5 separate regions of the Sus scrofa genome follow, and regions 1, 2, 3 and 5 are each linked to region 4. Evidence: chromatin contacts called from public Hi-C and HiChIP or PLAC-seq data. All regions are on one chromosome and are shown on one strand. The core of a region is the stretch at or near the end of the contact, and the rest is flanking DNA. Distances in the headings are between cores, read along the strand shown.

Region 1 (2,700 bases), core at 59-2,558, 1.0 Mb after region 4:
CCAGTGTATTGCAATTATCTATACCTAGATCTGTCTTTTCACTACACTAGAGCTTCTTGAGAACATGGACTGTACCTTATCATCACCATGGGCCCCCAGGAATATAGCACAGAACATGGCATGGGGCAGGACCATATCCAATGGCCAATGAGTGAATTCATGAAATGGATGATGATGGAGAGGATATTCACCAGATCCAAATATTAACTCCCTTTACCTCTACAGCCTAAGAGTTTTACCAGAGAACTTTTGAAGACAAAATAGCAATTACATTGGCAACTGAAATAAACTTTAGTCCTACCCATGTATAATTTTTGATTTATTACAAATACATTACTCATCTAGAAGCTGAATTGCTTCATTCCATACTAGAATTTCAGTTCTCAAATAATCCTTTTGCTATTCTCATCAAGTGATCTCCCTCTCCAAAAAAAGTGACACTCCGAAGCCCTACTGAGGAGGGAGGACCTAAACTGTGAGCATATAGGGTAAGCGTTGAGCTAACCAAGAAAACAACACCTCTCATTCACAGGACATGAACTGAGCTACTTCTGAACAAGTGAGAAGGACCTTTTCTCCTACTCACATCTCTTCTTCCAAAGGACATTCCAAGACTTTGTCGATAGAACTACCTAAGAGAAGACATTTCCCTCCAGTAGTGAACTCCTCCATTAAATCTCTGGATAATGACAGAAGCAATTTGCAGATTAAAGTAACTCTCCTTTGGTGGTATGCCTTTTGATTCACGTAGCAGTGGATGAATCTTCAGTCTATGGGATTTTTTTTTTTCATCATCTGCTGATTCACTCAGAGATATTCTGAAGTTGTGCAATGGGCACACTGTAATCGCCTGCACTCAGGGAGCGGCAGAGGAGAGAGCACAGTGAGTCACAGACCACAAAGAAGCCCTGCCTGGCATGTTGGGCCCATTTGGCAAACCCAGAGGATGTAAAACTGACAGCGAGACAAGGAGCATCTTTGTTATTTGTCAACAAATTGCAGTAACCATTGCAGTCCTTGGCACCTTGAACTGGAGAGGCTTTGGAGGAAGAAATGGGGAGGCAAGTAAATAAGATGATGGAAAAATCCCATTTTCCAGATGACTGGCAATCAGATAGGTATGTCAACAAGAATTTTTATCTGGCCCTAATGACCTAGTTTTATCATGTTCAAGAAAATAAGAGAGTGTTCCTTTAGTGGCAGTGGGACCCTCAAATAGATATGAATAATCAACTGGCCTGGAAATGAAGACTTAAATATCTGGCTCTATTAACTAATAGCTGTGTGACTGTAACAGCCAGTCACATGGGCAAGTCAGGAGATATCTAAGCATCTAGTTTCACACATCTGTAAATGAGATTAATAATTGCCCTACCTAATCCATGGGATTATTGTAAGTATCAAACAAGACAATGAAAGTAAAACAGTTTGTAGCTAAAAGTTCAGTACAAATAATATTTTATCACCAATTTTTGGTACTAATAGATGTTATCCAAAAAATCAAATCCAGAAAGACTAAACAAAGGCTGATTAGATTGCATTAGGTCCATAGAAATAAATGCATTTATAAACTAATATGAAGCCATCAGACTATCTGCTGCTTATTACATATTCTACTTCCAACACGGAAAAAATACAGAAAATTGTCACTCTGGCCTCCCATGAGGGATTCAGCATCACTCCTTGTGACCTAACTAAGCCATCTTTCAGTCAACAGTTACTGCGCAACTCCTGCAGGCCAAACCCTTTGTTGGTCAATAGACATACAGACATAACCAAGATAGTTATGTTTCTTGCTCATGGTAGAATTGTGGCGAGAGACAAGTTATGGTTATTCAGCACACTGCATGTTACAGTAACTTGTATAAAAGCTATGGAAAATGAGAACAAAAGATAGAAATAGTCATTTCTACTTAAGCAATCAGGAAAGCTGCAAAGGGGAGGTGATTCTTGAACCAAGCCTTAAAAGAGAAGCTGGCATTCGCTAGGCAGATGGCAGCTGGGAAGAATTCCCAAGAGAGGAAATTGTGAGAGCAAATGCTTTAGTGTTTTGGGGGAATTGAAATTATCTGACCGGGGGAGGGAAGGGGAGAGTATTAGAGAAAGGTGAAGGGACAGGCAAGGATCATCATAAAAGCCTAAGTACAGGAGCTGACATCTACTCTGTAAGCAGTGGGGATTTAAGAAAACATTTTAAACTTGGATATGGCATGATTATATTTTCACTTTAGAAAAATCTCTTTTGTATATTTTGAGCATGGCATAGAGGAGAAAAGCCTAGAAGCTGGAAAGCCCACAAAAGAATGCTTTTACTGCTTATTTTATTATATAGCAGAAACCTTCTTTCAAGTCAAACCTTAAGTGGGATCTTAAAGAAATGAAACAAATAAAAGCAGAGCTGTTTTCGTAGAAGCAGGAGTCCAGGACCAGAAATCATGCTTACATGGCCTTCTTTCAGCCCCACAATAGCACCACCTGAGACCTTTAAAATCTTAAGGCTCTTAATATTGGAAAACGGTATGTGCCACTCTGTTCAGAAAATGAAAGTGGCCCAGGTGAGGGACAAATAAGAGCACAAATGTAGATAGGATCAAACCCACAGTTCCTGACAATGACTGGTTGCAGGGGACAAGGAGAAGAAATTCAGGAAGGACTGGCAGGGTCTGACAGGGACCGCTGAGTGGATGATGGTGCCCCTCA
Region 2 (2,700 bases), core at 186-2,685, 560 kb after region 4:
TTTGTCACACCATAAACTTGTCTGAGTGTATCCCTTACTTCCTGAAATTTCTACCACCATAACATCCTTTACATTTTATTATCATTTCACTTTTTTTTTAATCTTTGAGATAGTCAGCAGGTGGAGCCATATCTTGAACACTTTTTTTTTTTTTTTTTTTTTTTTTTTTTGCTTTTTAGGGCCACACTCGTGGCCTATGGAAGTTCCCAGGCTAGGGGTCAAATTGGAGCTACGGCTGCTGGCCTATGCCACAGCTGGGATCCAACCCACTTCTGTGACCTACACCACAGCTCATGGCAATGTCAGATCCCTGACCCACTGAGTGAAGCTGGGGATAGAACTCACATCCTCACAGATACTAGTCTGATTCGTTTCCACTATGTCACAACAGTAACTCCCATTACTTAAAATGTTAAAGGCACTTAATGCGTTTTGCTTTTTTATTGACTGCTGACCGAGTGAATAACAAATAAATGGAGAAAATAATGACAGAGTATAAAGAGTCATTCAAACTACTTTAAAATTTCCAGACTAATTCTAGAACTTGGAAGAGAGGACCTAAACACTCTGCATGACTTATTGATCCTTGGCTTAAAGTTTGGAGGTGAATCTTTTCATTGCCATTTTACAGATGAGAAGACTGAGGTCAAGGTGACACTGTGAGTCAATGAAAAATCTGTCATTTTGACTTGCATCTCAGGCTTGGCCTATATTCTTTCCAAACAGCATTATCTCCTTCCTTGTGAGTAAAGCAGTAACAATACCCTGTTCCTTGTGTAGTTCTTTAGTGTATCAAGGCACTTTCACAGCCAGAACCTTCTTTGTACTGGCAAGGCAGCTGTCACTTGGGGGACACACTGAGCCCTTTGCTCTATGATGGAGCCAGCTGCAGAAGGCATAGCCAACAGCTTCCAATAAAAGGAAATCCTGAAAAAACAGCTTCAGGGATCTAACTGCAGATTCTCCCTGTTACAGTCCTTGGCAATAAATAATACACGAAAAGAGATGAGCTCATGCCAAGGTGGACTTCAAAGAAGGTGGGGTGGCGGTGTTGGAACCCTCCATTTGGCCTCCGTGTTGTCTGCCCATTCCAGAAGTTAATTCACAGAGAGTGGGATGAAGGGAATGCCTCTCTCCCCCGCAGCTGATCCGTGGGAACTCTGCGCCTGCTAGCTAACTCTTGCTAGGCTTTAAAGAAAATTTTTCCCAGCCTTAAAGCTAGGTTTTGAACCAGTGCTGTGACATGTGTTCTGAGCTAGTCCCAAACAAGCGCAAACACAACAGCCTCCACTGATCAGTGCAGCACGACTGAAGGATGGAATTCAAAGCACGAGCCTAGAGAACAGAAAGTTCCAGCTCTCACTCTGTACAAGCTGCCATGAGCTCCAGCCATGCGTCCTGCAGCCAAGGATGGGTGGCCCCCGAGCAGGAAACTCTTTGGCAGCCTCTGCTGCGTGCTTTGCTTGCTGACAAGAGCACACCCTGGCCTCAGTTATTGCCCTTATAAAACAGCTCAAGTAGGATGTGAGCCAAATGTTTTAAATGTGCCTGGAAGAAAAATGTTAACTATGAATCCATGCAGTAGAACGGTACAGTACAACTGCAACAACACGCAGCTCTGCTCCCAGAGGAGGAGCCAACGAGGAACAGCAGCTGCTGCCCAGGCTTCTAGTGGCTTCTCCTCTTCCTTCTGCAGTAGTCCTACTTGGCAAGGGCTGCCTTGACATCTACTTTACAAAAGGATCTGAGAAATGGGTGCTCTTGTGACTATGATTAGAGAGTCAAAGAATTTTTAGAAATTTCCCAGTTAGGAGAGACTGCACTAAGCATTTAGTTTGCATATACATAGAGGACAAAGTTTAAGTTCATAGAAGTTATCAGCAAAGTCTAACCTCTCTTATTAAAATTCATTCTTCAGGTTTTCCAATGCATGTTCTCAGGAAAAAAAAAAAAATGTGGATAGGATGTCTTCTACATCCAGTACCTACTGTCTGCCAGGTACTGTCTTAGGTTATTTTCTCCATATATTATTAATCTTAAATACAGTCTTATAAAGGAATATTATTACTCACATTTTAAAGAGAAAGATATAAAAAAACTGTAGATGTTTGTTCACACTGTCTTCCCAATAAGTGCTGGGAAAAGCATTCAAACTCAAGTGCCCTGACTCCAAAACACATCTTCTTTCCATTGTACTAAGATGTGATGCAAATGACATAAAAGTTGACAGTTATATTTCTGGGCTACTGACACACATCTTTTCCAATAATTCTAATGAAGATATTCTGAGGAGGTAATTAGAACAATCTCTGAGGGGAAAACCTACTTTGCCCTGCTTCATGGTAAAATATCAGAAGCATTACAATTAATATAAAATTTAGACAAAGATACCCATCAATGACATTAATACTTATTATTTTTCTGGACATTTTAGCCAATATAATAAAGCAAGAATCAGAAAAAGAAAGCAAGAATCCTAAAGAAAGGATATAAAATTATTATCTTAAATTGACTATGATAGTGTAGCACTAAAGAAAAAAAGTCAGACAAAAACTACTAGGACTAATAAGAGAGCTCAATAAATTAGTAATTAAGATTCAAGTCAATAGTTTTTCTATATAGTGACAATAACCATTTAAAAAACATAGTGGAAAAAATTGATTATACTCATATTAAAATATACGCCTAGGTAGCTTAAAC
Region 3 (2,700 bases), core at 68-2,567, 600 kb after region 4:
AAGAGGAAGTCCAAAGCTGAGAATACTGCATTTGACTTGGGAATGAGACCTGTCACAATCTGGCCCTGGGCTGCCTATCCAGCCTCATTCACCATGGCTGGCTGCTGTGCAACCCAATTCATGTTTCCCTCAAAAACATGATCCAATATCTTCTAGCCACTAGGCTTTTTCATATATGGGTCTTCCCACATCTCTGCTTTCAGCCTCAGATGGATCCCCTTGTGATAAGTCTTGAACCAGGTCTAAAGGCGATATGAAAAAGAATCAGCTGCTTCAAAGCATGAACCCTCTGGTCCTGAATTAGTTTCTCAAGGCTACCAGAGCAAAGGACAACAAACTGGGTGACTTAAACCACCAGAAAGTTATTCTCTCACAGTTCCAGGGTCCAGAAGTTTGAAACCAAGGTCTCAGAAGGGCCCTGCTTTCTCTAAGAGGTAGAAGCCTTCCTTGCCTCTTCCTGTCTTCTGGTGGGGCCCACAATCCTCGGTGTTCCTTGCCTTGCAGCTGCATCCCTCCAGTCTCTGCCTTTATTGTCACATGTCCCTCTTCCCTGTGTGCCTGTATGGCTCTGTGCCATCATGTGGCATTGTCCTCTTTTTATACTGGCTCTAGGCATAGTGGATCAAAGGCTCACCTTAATGACCTGATATTAGCTTGGTTACAACTATAAAGACCCTATTTCCAAATAGAGTCATATTCACTGGTACCTGGGGTACAGTCTTAGTGTATAAGACTTCAGTATATCTTTTTGGAAGACACAATTCAACTTACCATAGGTCCTACTCCTTTTTCAAGGCTCAATCTAGTATCCTAAGGGAACACACCCTGATACCTTGGCCAGACGGATTTCTTTCTTCCTGCACCCTATCAAGACCTGGTGTCCATCTTTTGTGCCTTTAGTGCCTCATAGATACAATAATTTGGAGAAAAGCACCAAGAGAAATGGGTTGTTCAGGGAGAAGTAAGCATTAATCTGGGCCCTAGATACTCCTTTTTGCCTTGCATAGCCTCTCATAGACTATAGAGTTTCTGCATTCACCCTTTGGCCTGGCCTGAAACTATACAGTGATCTGGCCCAAGGAAGCCTCTCACAGAATCCAGGACTGAATGGAGGTGCTGGCACAAACTGACCACAGCTGGTCAGAAAATCCCTGGCTAAGAGAAACCCCATGGGTCTCGTTTCCCTCTGTGGTATATGCCTCAGTCTGCCTGCCAGCCAAGGAGCATCCTTCCCCAGGTTTTTTGGGACATTGTGGAATTCAGAAAGTGGGCTCTTTAACAGCAGCATGTGGCTTGGCTGAGTCAGGGCCACTTCCTTTCCCCACTCTGGCACTCACGGCTTCCTGCAACAGCCCTACAGTCAGGCCCAGGCTGTTCACCTATTCCTAAGCCATCCCATTTGGCCAAGATGAATACCAGTAGTCTTGCCTCCAGCACTAGAGGGAGAATTTCTGCCCTTTGAGAGGCTAGCAACTGGTGACCTGGACTGAATTCTATATACACACAAAGCTCCAAGTTGCAGCCATTATTTACCCCAGGCCACAGGGCAGGAGCACTTTGTAACACAGAACTCATCAGAACAAGATCCCCTTGCATTCCATGGAATCCTCTGGTGGCTTAGCAGGTTAACAATCCAGCATTGTCACTGCTGTAGCACAGTTCAATCCCTGGGCTGGGGGAAAAAAAAAAAAAACAACCCTGCATTCCAAATCCCAGCTCCATCCTTTTGGCAAAGCTCTGACCTCAGATGAAGTCATGTAATTCTCTAAGCCTCTGGAATCAATGTCATGTTGAAACAGGTTTAATGACAATTTCCTTTCAGCATTACCAGAAGACAGTTTAGTGATTATGAACTTGGGTTCGAGAGTCATCAGCCCAAATTTAAAGGTAGACCTTCAACTGGAGCAAATTATTTACCCCATCAAGTTTTAGTCTCCTTGGCTGGACTGTTAGTAGTCAGGACAATTGTATTACTTTCCTATTACAGCTCTAACAAATTATCACAAACTTGGAGGCTTCAAAAACACAAACTATTTATCTTACAGTTCTATAGCCCAGAAGTCTGAAGTCTGGGCCCAAACCAAGGTGTTTGCAGGTCTATGCTCCCTCCAGAAGCTCTAGGGAAGAACTCATTTCTTGTTCCTTTTCAGCCTCTAGAGCTGCACTCCTTGGATTGTACTCACTTTGTCCATCTTCGAAGCCAGCTGCATCTCCCTCTGCTTCCATCATCACATCACCCTCAGCTTTAGTGTCAAATCTCCCTTTGCCTCTTCTTACAAAGACTTCTGATTGCATTTAGAGCCCACTGGGATAAACCAGGATAATCATCCCATCTCAAAATCCTTAAATTCTTCACATTTGCAAAGTTTCTTTTGACATCTATCAGGTAACATTCACAGATTCCAAGGATTAGGAACTTGATATCTTGAGGACTGCCGTAACAATATAAAGCATTTGTGGAGTTCCCGTCGTGGCTCAGTGGTTAACGCATCAGACTGGGAACCATGAGGTTGTGGGTTCGATCCCTAGCCTTGCTCAGGGAGGTTAAGGATCTGGCGTTGCTGTGAGCTGTGGTATAGGTCGCAGATGCGGCTCGGATCCCGCGTTGCTGTGGCTGTGGTGTGAGGCTGGTGGCCACAGCTCTGATTTGACCCCTAGCCTGGGAAGCTCTGCATGCTGCAAAGAGGCCCAAGAAAATGG
Region 4 (2,700 bases), core at 70-2,569:
GGAGGATGTTATGTTGTGTCTGCCCCATGGATTGTGAGCGCGCGCCGCGGCTCGCCAGCCTGGGTCCCTCCCCCGCCAGATCCAGGGGACGCTCCCGCCGCCCCAAGAATCAGGACACCGAAGCTCTCTCGGTGCGCCCTCGCCACGGGGACGCCTACGCGCCAAACTCACTCCCGCCCAGCCAGTGTCTGGGGACACAGACACCTCCCGCCCGGTAGCTCGCGCGCCCGCCCTGCCGCTTGCGTGCTCCGGGACGTGTGCGGGCCCGGTGTGCGCCCCCGGCGGCTCCACACCGTCCGGACCACACGCAAGCACAGCTGAGCCAAGAGCGCGGAAGCCATCCTGGGAAGGCTGCGGAGCCCGTGCGGTGGCTACTCCCTCCCCTCGTCCGGAGGGGTTCTGGGTGACCCCGGGGCTCCGCCCGTCCCCACCCCACCCACAGAAGCCCACTAGAGGTTCCCGACAGCCCGTGACAACACTCACGTTATTCGGGGCACCTGCTGGACGCAGTGTCTTCTCCCTTCCCGCCGGGCCGGACGCGAACGTGGAGAAGGACGGGAGCAGTGCGTCGCTGACAGCCATGTCAGACTCGCCAGGTGGCTGCCTGCGGGCCGGGTGGGGAGCACAGAGGCTTGAGTCAGGGGCCACTCTTGACGGCCGCTCTGGCGGGTCCCACCGGTCCTCACTCCTCCCTACTCCCCCACCCCCACGCCGCACTTACCTCATTAATGTGGGGCCTCAGAGGTCCTCCGAAGTCCGAAGCAGCGGGGGTACCCGAACCCCAGTCAACGAAGAGGGGGAAAAGACTTAGAAACGAAGCCAAAACCCAAAACCCCAAATTGCCAGAGATCCTTCTTCTTTGGATTAAATATAAAAGAGATGCCTTTAAAAAAAGTTCCTTTGTATACAAAAGTTCTTAGAAAAGTTGTAAACTCGTAAAAATAGACAATCAGCAAGGCGAGTAAGTAGGTCCGGTGGCCGGGCTGCGCTCTCTTCGACTCAGCAGTGTCCCCCACCGCTGTCGCGGTCGCCGCGGCTATGGCCTTGGGTGCTGGGGCTGTGGCCGGGGTGGCGGGCGGGCGGCGCCGCCAGGTGAGACTGGCTGCGGCGGCGCTGATCTGCGGACTGGGCGGCGGCGCAGGGCGCGGAGTCCGGGGGGCTGCGCGGGGCGCGCGCGGCCATGGGCGCTGGCCGCGGGCAGGTGGGTGGGTGGGTGGGGGCCGGAGGGGCGGGGAGGGGCACTTGGCGGCTCCCGGTGCCGCCGCCGCCCGCCACCGCCTCTGCTCCCCGCGCGCCCGCAGCCGCGCTCGCTGTCTCGGCCGGGGAACTGCCGGCGGCCGCCGCGCGCTCCTTACTTATAACTTCTTGGCTCCCGCCCTCCCCCCGCCTCCTACCCGCTGTGCGCAGGGGCCCGCCGCCAGGCCCCGCCCCCTCCCTTTCTTCTCCCCTCCCTTGCGCGGCCCCCCCCGCGCGTTGCCATAGCAGCTAAATAAACAAACTTGGCGCACGTGGGGCGGGGAGGAAGGAGGGGCGCGGCGGGGCACGGCGGGCCGTGACGCCAGCCCAGCAGCTGGCGGGCAGGAGCCGCGCTGACGCCGGCGGCGGTGGCGCAGTGGCTCAGGCGCTGGGTATACCGGGCGCAGGTCCGGTCGCCGCGCGACCAGGACAGTCGGCGTCGCCACGGGCAGCTCCCCAGGTTCGAAGCCTGCGGCCGAGAAGGCTGCTGGGGGCGAAGGGGGACGGTAACACGCCACTACCACAGCCCGGGTGAGCGCTCGCCGCGCACTTTGCGCCCTAGAGAAGAGCGCGATTATCCGCGTGACTCATCCAGAGCTCGTACCTCTCTTACGCACGCAGGAGCCCGGCTCTAGTCCCTGAGTGCCATTGCGGGCCCTTGGCCTGGCGTCACACGGCTCTTCGCTGGCACTTTTGCCGGGTCGCGGGTAGGGGGTCGAGATGGAAGCCCAGGACGGCAAGGCGAAGACTGGGAGCCTGAGAAGGCCGGAGGGGTGTTCCGCCTGGAAAAGGCTGTAAAAGACCAGAATGGGAAATGGAGCTACGGTTTTGATATTATTGAAGGAGAGAGGAAGGGACGGGAAAGTCTCAAAATTCACTTCGTGAGGTGGGGGAGGGAAGAGGGGCGTGAGGCGCGGAGATACCTTCAACCAGGAATCTCAAAGCATTTTGCAAGCCACGCACTGTCCTTTCCATTTTATGGATGAGAAAACTGAGTCATAAAGAGGTGAAGTGGCGAGGTAAAGGTCAACCGGCAACTCGCTCCCTTGTCTCGAGCGGTCAAGCCCACCGAAGGGACTTGGCTGGAAAGTGGCCCCATGCCAGAAAGTGGAGCGACGCATTGGAACCCCGGTTCCTGATAAGGTCACACGGAGCCCGCGGCGGCTGTCACTGCCCACCGGGAAGAGAAGAGGAAACTGCGATCGTTATTTCAGTCTTATAACTCTGCCTCCCCACCCCCCTCCCCTTAGTTTGTGATCAGTACTTTTCCAGCCGGGAAATGTTTTCGCTCTCATCTTCTCTGCAAGCAGTGCTTTTTTTAAAAAAACGTGAGTGTGGTGTTAGGTATCGCTTTCTAAACGTAGGCTTGCGAGGTGTTTTTGTTGGATTCAGGCGCACACAGGCCTCCGCCCTACTCCCCTCTCCGCGGAGCGCTCTTGAAGGTTAATGCAGTGGGTCCTGGCC
Region 5 (2,700 bases), core at 160-2,659, 680 kb after region 4:
CAGCTAAGTCTGACACTCCACCTTGCCTCCTGGGAAAGGCCTTGAGGACCCCTACAACCTAATTCAATGTTGCATCCATGAGGGACTTGCCCGAGGTCACAGAGCAAGTTACAATCAGCACCAGGGTTAGAACTCACAGCTCCTGATGCTGAGGCCAGTACTCCCAAGTTCTTTCTCCTATGTGTGTTTGAGTCACAATTTCCTGACCCAGAGAGGAAACATCTAAATCATTCTTTCCAAAACTCTCAACCAGGAATCTCTAGTTTGACAAAGAAACCTCAGAGGCTGCTTTCTTTGTGGAGCTTCTAATCCTGGAGCAGGGTGGAGAGAACGGTGGTGGTGGGGGGGTTGGTTAGAGAGAGATCTTCAGGAGCTTAGTTCCTGTTTATCTACATGTCATTCTTTTAGTCCCTGAGGCTATAACATCCATTTAGAAAGATTAATTCAAATGTGATTGAGGACAGAGAAAGGAGAGCTAAGGGGGAGGCAGAGAGAGGGAGGAAGAAAGTAGAATTGTCTAAGCTTTAGAAGAAAGAACCTAAGGTATTACTAATTCTCAAAGAGGTCTCACTTCTTACAGACAAGTTGCTCCTTGGGAAATCACAGGCAGGTGAAAGTAGCTCCGTGATTCTTTTATTATCCATGAACCTGGCTTTTCTTTCCAGCATTCTCAGGTGCGCTGGAGGTCCTGGGAAGAGAGAGGGCTTTTTCAAAAGACACTTCCACCTCCTAATCCCTGTGCCTACAAACCAAATATTGATCTATTTAGTAAACCAGCCTGTGGGAGGAGAGATTGTAAAGCCCTGTTTACTCAGCAGTTGGGCCCCCCTGACAGCTGTTCAATGGGGGATTATGATGTCACAGTGGTAATTACACTATAAACAAGGGATAGGGAGAATAAAGCATGAAAGGAAACTGTGGGGTTCGTTACTAGGCAACACAAAATATGTAACCAGAAACCCGACAAGCATGTAAATTTCCTTGCAAGCCTCCCAGATGTCCTCACTTTATGGCCAGCACACAGTTTCAGTTTCAATTTGTTTATTTGCCCTTCTTCAATCACAAATGTGGAGCAGAGAATGTTGAAAGAAAGAAAAGAAAGCAAAGAAAAATGAGGGGAAAGGAGGGCTTGTACTTTCTTCCTAGGATGTAAAAGGTCGGGAAAAAGCTCAGGGGCTTAGCCTTCTCTCTTCAGAAAGATGTAGGGGTCACTGTCCAAGGGAGCTTTATCAAGGAAGTAAGCCAAAGACAACAAAGAAAGTGAGCCAAGGGAAAAGAAAAAGAAAAATGGAACAAAAAGTAAGAGGATGAAACTAAATAAATGGGAGAAGGAAGACAACTCCATGGCATGATGGGCTCCCAGGGACTAGAAGGGGCGCTGGAGTCCTCACTGCTACAGCCCCACCTAGTGGTTGCCCCACATCTTTCATACTTCGGGTGCTGAAGCTCCAGTAACCCTGCCTTTCTTTGAGCAGCTTTATCCAAAAGTTTTTATGATGAGCTCAAATCAGCTTCCCAATTATGAACAGCTCTCCTCATCCCCAGGACAAGAAGTCACAGCCTCACAGAGATCTGGAAACAATGACCAGAATACTGTTTTTCTTCTTTTCGATTCTCATCCCAGCAATAGTTTTCCCTCCCAACAGCTTTTTCTAGATGAGATTGTTTCTTGCTCAACCCTCTGAACGACTTTCAATTTGTCAATGCTCCTCTTATAATCTAGGATTTGAAACTAGACACACCCTCTTAGGTGAGGTCTGACCTCAGAGAACTAAACAGGATCCACCACTATTCTCCCCAGCCCCGCCCCCCCAATCCACTTGTTTGGGAGAGCTGTAGAGGCTTGCGGGAGACAGCCGGAACAGGCCCATGAGAACCGATCGTTAAATTTTCAGGAATTCTGTGAGGTCGTTTTTTAAACCATTGACAGCTTGAAATCAGCCATGATGACAGTATTTACGCCACAGATATTGGCAAATACAACAGATCAGGCTTCCCTTCCATCCTCTAGAGAGCTGGTTTACCAGCAACCACTGCTCTGACCAATCATATTCAATCTCTTTTGGAATTTAGTGATTCACAGAGGGTAGGCAGAAACCTTTAGCCACAGATCTACAAACCACAGACCTCCATACACAAGCTACAAGCAGTCACTCTCACTAGATCTAAGGAACATGGATCAGGATTTTAGTTCTTCTATCTACAGTGACCACCTTTGCTGACTGAGAACACTTCTCTTGGATCTGATTGACACTGTGGCCACATAAACTTCCACAGGGCACTCCCTGAGTCAGATACGAAATGACCAGGTTGAGGGAGAAAAAAAAAAAAATGTCCATTGAACCGCATTGTAGATGCTGCTATTACTGACACGGGCACAAACACAGAAGCTGGTACAATCAATGGCTTTTCTGCAAACTTGGAAATTCTCTCGAATTTCTGTTCTTAAATTCTAGTATTAACTATCTAGAATGACAGTCTGGTGACAGGGCTAAATTCCAGTCCTGAATGAGCCAGTCCTTTGGGGTCTGAATGGAAGCTTATCCCTGTCCCTCCCTGGGCCTCAGTTTCCCTGACAGCCGTGAGGGTTGAGTCTCAGGACTTTTAAATCCAGATGGCTTTTGCAGCTGGCTCCAGCTTGGGCCACGGTACTGACATCCTTATAAGTGCGTGAGCAGAACTTGGCATTGGATGAGCAGC

The links. A called contact is a pair of places that touch in the nucleus more often than the background predicts. HiChIP or PLAC-seq counts read pairs in DNA pulled down with a chosen protein or histone mark.
Region 1: an H3K27ac HiChIP or PLAC-seq map of alveolar macrophages shows a contact between it and region 4. The contact joins the enhancer-like site here to the promoter of KLF4 in region 4. A contact is called at or near these places in 1 of 5 promoter capture datasets (liver), 10 of 47 Hi-C or Micro-C datasets (brain, embryonic fibroblasts, epiblast stem cells and 6 more) and 2 of 2 datasets of contacts at active chromatin or transcription factors (alveolar macrophages and skeletal muscle).
Region 2: a contact with region 4 is called in an H3K27ac HiChIP or PLAC-seq map of skeletal muscle, with 7 times the contacts expected there. The contact joins the enhancer-like site here to the promoter of KLF4 in region 4. A contact is called at or near these places in 9 of 47 Hi-C or Micro-C datasets (embryonic fibroblasts, epiblast stem cells, fetal heart ventricle and 5 more) and 1 of 2 datasets of contacts at active chromatin or transcription factors (skeletal muscle).
Region 3: a Hi-C map of embryonic fibroblasts shows a contact between it and region 4, with 2.0 times the contacts expected there. The contact joins the enhancer-like site here to the promoter of KLF4 in region 4. A contact is called at or near these places in 1 of 5 promoter capture datasets (liver), 2 of 47 Hi-C or Micro-C datasets (embryonic fibroblasts and retroperitoneal adipose tissue) and 1 of 2 datasets of contacts at active chromatin or transcription factors (alveolar macrophages).
Region 5: a Hi-C map of skeletal muscle shows a contact between it and region 4, with 6 times the contacts expected there. The contact joins the enhancer-like site here to the promoter of KLF4 in region 4. A contact is called at or near these places in 12 of 47 Hi-C or Micro-C datasets (embryonic fibroblasts, epiblast stem cells, fetal skeletal muscle and 8 more) and 2 of 2 datasets of contacts at active chromatin or transcription factors (alveolar macrophages and skeletal muscle).

The regions. Positions count from the first base shown.
Region 1 is chr1:249,605,618-249,608,317 of Sscrofa11.1, forward strand. No RefSeq gene overlaps it. Among named protein-coding and RNA genes, the nearest start is that of TRNAE-UUC, 70 kb to the left of the region's middle. Within about 2 kb of position 1,309, at least 7 of the 83 cell types and tissues checked have an H3K27ac peak or open chromatin away from gene starts, as enhancers often do. A contact at or near this core is called in alveolar macrophages and embryonic fibroblasts, where this site is marked.
Region 2 is chr1:249,172,241-249,174,940 of Sscrofa11.1, forward strand. No RefSeq gene overlaps it. Among named protein-coding and RNA genes, the nearest start is that of TRNAE-UUC, 360 kb to the right of the region's middle. Within about 2 kb of position 1,436, at least 35 of the 83 cell types and tissues checked have an H3K27ac peak or open chromatin away from gene starts, as enhancers often do. A contact at or near this core is called in embryonic fibroblasts, fetal skeletal muscle, omental adipose tissue and 2 more, where this site is marked.
Region 3 is chr1:249,207,319-249,210,018 of Sscrofa11.1, forward strand. No RefSeq gene overlaps it. Among named protein-coding and RNA genes, the nearest start is that of TRNAE-UUC, 330 kb to the right of the region's middle. Within about 2 kb of position 1,318, at least 4 of the 83 cell types and tissues checked have an H3K27ac peak or open chromatin away from gene starts, as enhancers often do. A contact at or near this core is called in embryonic fibroblasts and retroperitoneal adipose tissue, where this site is marked.
Region 4 is chr1:248,608,255-248,610,954 of Sscrofa11.1, forward strand. It overlaps KLF4 (Kruppel like factor 4), which reads right to left and starts at 1,320. Exons shown (of 5, transcript NM_001031782.2): 1 at 722-1,320; 2 at 484-604. The coding sequence starts at 726.
Region 5 is chr1:249,290,267-249,292,966 of Sscrofa11.1, forward strand. No RefSeq gene overlaps it. Among named protein-coding and RNA genes, the nearest start is that of TRNAE-UUC, 250 kb to the right of the region's middle. Within about 2 kb of position 1,410, at least 29 of the 83 cell types and tissues checked have an H3K27ac peak or open chromatin away from gene starts, as enhancers often do. A contact at or near this core is called in epiblast stem cells, fetal skeletal muscle, omental adipose tissue and 3 more, where this site is marked.